2 separate regions of the Gasterosteus aculeatus genome follow, and region 2 is linked to region 1. A link is a contact called in public Hi-C data. All regions are on one chromosome and are shown on one strand. Each heading gives the region's core, a stretch centred on a gene start, on an enhancer-like site or on the middle of the called end of the contact. The rest is flanking DNA. Distances are from core to core; before and after follow the strand shown.

What was found. Hi-C and Micro-C count contacts between places; a contact is called where the count stands out from the background.
Region 2: a Hi-C map of whole body shows a contact between it and region 1, with 8 times the contacts expected there. The contact joins the enhancer-like site here to the promoter of adam12b in region 1. A contact is called at or near these places in 5 of 6 Hi-C or Micro-C datasets (liver, skeletal muscle, tail fin and 1 more).

The regions. Positions count from the first base shown.
Region 1 is chr6:14,312,634-14,315,241 of fGasAcu3.hap1.1, reverse strand. It overlaps adam12b (ADAM metallopeptidase domain 12b), which reads right to left and starts at 1,279. Exons shown (of 23, transcript XM_040179101.2): 1 at 699-1,279. The coding sequence starts at 813.
Region 2 is chr6:14,368,792-14,371,399 of fGasAcu3.hap1.1, reverse strand. adam12b (ADAM metallopeptidase domain 12b) reads right to left here. Exons shown (of 23, transcript XM_040179101.2): 22 at 645-820. Among protein-coding and RNA genes, the nearest start is that of LOC120820883, 16 kb to the left of the region's middle. Within about 2 kb of position 1,294, at least 1 of the 9 cell types and tissues checked has open chromatin away from gene starts, as enhancers often do.

The DNA of each region.
Region 1 (2,608 bases), core at 30-2,529:
TAAAAGGGGTGAATCTCTAAGGATGTTTGTCTCGGTTTCTTTCTTTGCGGTTTTGGATGCAGACACACGCGCGCGCACACACACACACACACACACACACACACACACACACACAGAGACAGATACACTAACAAACACACAAAAACATTTGTATCCTGGCTTGTGCTCTGTCCCCTTAGAGACAATTCCCGGTTATCACTGTCTTATTCCTCCAGTAGATTCAGTTTAGCTGATGAATAACAACATCCTGTTTGGTCTATGTTTACAAGATCAAGATAAGGCAGCATCCTCCTGGATGTTAAAGCCATCCGTCCATCCAAACACTTCCCTGTATTGTTCCATCCAGGAAAACAATATTGATCTAAAAAAAATGAAATAAAGACACTCTTCCCCTGATACACCCCCCCTCTGCATGTTCCAAATGTAAAATGCACTGCAAGATGATTGCAGCACAAAGGGCCGTATGACAACAGGCGCGCACATACTGGCGTGCATCATCTTAAGCCTCCCACAAAGCTTTTAAGGGGATTATTCATTTGGTGTATTGTTATTTTCCATAAACTACATGAAGGTAACTCCACTGATGACACCACACATCCGGATTATACGTCAAAAATAAATCACTTTTCTTCGTTTTCATCAGAATGGTCCAAACGACACGTGACGTTAGGTGACGTTGGGTTACGTTGGGTACTCACCCCCCCGCACACTGTGAACCCCGCCGTCACCGTGCTCCGTGGCCGTGGACACGCAGCAGACGCGGAGAGCGAAGAGCAGAAAGGCAAAGTTCCTCCGCCGCCTCCAGGTCCTCATGATGCCCGCGCGCCGTGAGGTGAAGCCGGGGTCCGCGGTGGGGAGGTGGGGGGACAGCAGCGGCACCGCACACTTCACACAGGTGACGGGATGGAGACAAAGGTCATAGCAGTTTCACCGAGGCGCACTCGGCGGCATCTCTGTCAGTCCGAAAGGGAAGCTGTCAAAAAACTTTTTCCTCGCGACGGCGAGAGAGCGAGCGCGCGGTGTGAAGGGGAAAAGCGTACAAAATGCATGCGGTGGCTAAATGTTGCTGACGCGGCAGGGCTACCGGGTATGACCGAAAATAAAGGCGATAGAAGAGGCAGAGCGAGAGGATGTCGGAGTAGTGAAGCGGACTTGTCATCCCTTCCAGGGCCGGAGCCGCCACACTGCCATGTGCGCTTCAGGCTCCGCTGGGTCCTAAAGCCGGATGGGTAAAATCACAAATAATTGAATACTGTGTTAACTTCTTTCCTCAAGTACCCATACGCCAAGGCTAAATATATATATATATATATATATATATATATATATATATATATATATATATATATATATGTATAAATATAAATATGTGTATATATATATATTTATACACATATATACATATATATATATGTATATATACATATATATAGATGGATTTTTAGAAGCGCACCTCCCACCGTGGTGTGACTATGGCAACGCTTGGAATGTAATTTGCTGGAAAATGTGGTGCGAAGCACTACGATGTGTAGAATGAGATTTATGCATGTAAATAGATGGGATTATAAGATAGCGTTTAAAAAAAATATTTCACAAAAAATGTATTTGTAAGAGATTTTAAATAAAGCTGTGAACGTTTCAGCTATTCTTATCTGCACATTGTGCTTTTGTCATGAACAACGTTCGTGATGTCGAGATTAACTAAAAACACTTCATGATTCAATTTGTGAATATTCCCAAAAAATATATAAAATTCCCAAAGATTCTTTTCTTATTTCTTAAATACCCCTGTGATGAGATTGCCTCGTCTTTTTCTCTATCTGTGTATCCAGCCAGGCACAAACACACTGTGACAAAACAGTCATCACTCTGTCCCCATCTGTGTTTTGTGCACACTACCTGAATCTAGTTTAATCTAATCTTTTTTTAGCGTGTGTCCGCTGCGGGGCAGAAAAAGTCAGACATCTCTGTGCATGCGTCAGTTCACGCCACATCTCCACTGATACTTCAAACTGCAGAGAACAGAACCAAATGTCCTGCTTTACCTGAGGTTGCTTTGATTGAAAAGAATATCCCACAGTGTCTGATGACATGCGAAAGATACCGTAGATTTGTATTGATTAAAACATCACAGCCCTGGAACACAGTACTGCTAATGAGATATATGGCCATGAAGATAGACATCTAGAAAATAAGGCTTGACAATGAAATGACTAATGGCTCAACGCATGCAACGAGTGCCACAGCTTCGATGTACAGTGTCCCCTTTTCTAATCCAGACATATCACTCTCACCCTCGGGGCACCTGAGTCGGTCGAAGCGGAGCGAAGGGCCTCCCAGCATATTAAGCGGCGATACCAATGTGACACAGAGAGAGACACGGTGCCTCAGAGAGCGACGCTAACTGACAGGAGTCCTTCTCCTCGTATACAACTGCCTGTCAGTCTGTGCTCATCATCTGGAACCATCCCAGATGGCAGGAATGCATTCCTCCCATGTGGATAACTCTTTTAAATTGCCTCGCTGGTAACACAGCCATCATTTAAATGAGGAGATAGCTCTGAGGTTTACTACATTTGTTCCTTGCTCTGGGCAGAAATCAATCCAC
Region 2 (2,608 bases), core at 45-2,544, 56 kb before region 1:
CTCATTTTGGGCACCTCGTAGCATCAATCTGAATAATCACAAGTCACAACGGTAATCTAGGTAGGGTTGAACAGAATGCCGTTGAAACAATATAAGAGGCGCAAGAGCAAGCTAGAGCCGTGTAATAAAGCTATAAAGTCACATACGTAATGACATTGTGTTTCAAAAAACAGGATACGCTAAAAATGAGCCAATTTTAAGTTTCCGAGGAAAGATGGTTGGTCTGTCCAAGGTGTGGCGCCAAGGAGGTAAAAAATTAAATTAAACTAAAGCCATTTTAATCAGACCAGCACTCGTATGGATGCAATTGTGAATATTTAAATACACTTTAAATTAAATAAAATACGCTGTATACAAGTGTCCCTCATGCTCACAATGATCATTCATTTAGACTTCAATGGAAGAATAACCATCTGGGATCGAGCTCGCAACTGAACAGAAAACACTTCACCTCCCCTCCTCACCTCCCCTCCTCCCCTCTCCTCCCTCCTCTTGTGCACCAGGTGCCAAACGTGGTTCAAGCCCTGTAGCTCCAATCACGAATAAGGGTGAGACAAAACATTTTACGCGATGGACACGTAATCCATCACTCCAGCAGGCAGGAGGCAGGAGCTGCGTGGGATCTGCTGTCACGCTGCACTCACCTGTTGGGTAAAGGGATGGTGGGAGGAGGCCTGGGCACGGTGGGGGTGGGCACGGGGAGGGGGCCGGTTCCCGGGATGTGGACCCGGGCTGCTGTGAAGCTGTTGCCCCGTCGAGAGCTCCTCCCCAGTGGGTCCGCAGGAAGCGGTTTCTGAGGCGCACTGGGTTTCTCAAAGTCCTGCAGGAGAAACGTCACGTTTAGTCCAACGGGTGGAAAACTGCATACGCTGATTTTATTTTGTGTGTGTGCGACGAAACAGAACAGCCTTGTCCTGTTTTCAATGATACAGGATCCAATGCTGGAGGTGCACGACCAAGCACGTGTCTTGAGGAACAAGAGATTTATTTCCTAATTAACTGATTTCAAAGGAAGATTAAACCTGTACTAAATTATTATCAAAGCAGAAATTGAAAAAAAATCCTCATTTGAAAACGCGAAATGAATTACAAACACACGCCAAATCGCACGGCTCTTATCTTCAGATGCACTCTGTGGAAACCTGGATGGTATATCACGTCCCCTTCTACCTCCCTTTGGATATGGATTAGCTGCACAGCAGCTATCTGGAGACAAAGACGGACGCGTTTCACTAGAGGGCACTGCGTTATCAGTTTCTTCCCTGCATTCCCACAGCACGCAGGAGATCGATTGCTCCCGAACCTCCTCCTCTTGTCTCCGCCACCTCTGAGGCAGAGCTGTGTGAGCGGAGAAGGTTATCTGCATGAGGGGCCGTCATGTGTTACTAATCTACAGCAGCGATGAACATCTGCTACCAGCTCTCCAGCTACTGTCACACGATGCACCAAAACCTCCCCACAACACAACACGCTCAGAGGAATAGGTGGACGAAAGTCAAATAATACGCACACAGAGAGGAAAGTGTTCCGCGTGGGTGAGAATTAGACAACTGGGAGGTTTAAAACATTCATGGGTGCAGTCGAGACGTGACTGACTTTGTCACATCAACAGAGCCTCGTAGTTTTAAACATTTGGAGTTTTCAGTGACTCGTTCCCAGATGGCCGGAGTGCAGCAATGTGTCATGTCAGCAGAACTGTGCAGGGAGGATATTTCCAGTCTAACCAAAGTGTTTCTTCACTACACAACCAGAGGAGCGAAGAAGGCCTGTTTCACGTGCTTTTGCAGTTTGGGCCCTTTGCTTCCAAACGAGGTCGGACTTCGTTCTGAAACAAGCGGTTATATTTGAGACTGTAGCCGGTGTGGCAACGCTTACTTGTTTCTACGGTCTCGTTGCTCATCACGCAAGCTTCAAAAGAAAGTACGGCGTTCTTGGCCTGAACAGAGAGAGCCGTGACCTCAACGCCATCCAACCCCTTTGGGAGGACTTTGATAGATCTGCTCCAGAAGAAAGAGGGTCAACAAACACGTGTAGATGCATTTGATCCATACATCATTTTGACCATGCATGTCAGATTGGAATGATAATGATCAATAATACGATAATAATCTGCAATCCTCAAGTCGTTTGTTTCGTGCAACCACTGTAAGCCTGCTTGTCGTTATTCAAACCGCAACAGCAACAATTCACTTATGCAATACAATATTCATGAGCCACGGTGCCCTGTAGTAGTCTCTTTAGCGAGAGAATTACTTCTCTAACTCAAAACTCTCTGTTTACATCAGCCTAAAGCACTTCGGATGCAGTTAAAAATACAAGATGCCCCCGCAGAGGTTGAAACGCTACGACGCTTTAATCAGATGGAGCCATGTGAGCGGCTTAGTGTGATCGTTGTACTCCAGCTCTGAATCACAGCCCCGATGAGAATTTGGGGATAAGAAAAGTACAACTGAACAAACAGAGCATCTCACGGACGGTTTAGTTGAAGGCGAGAAAAACTCCCCCGGAAACGCACAACAGTTGTTTTCAATGTTTCAATGTTTTCCAAAGGACTGCACAGACAAAAACAAAGAGGCAGAGAGACAGATGCCTCCACTCGAACAATCCA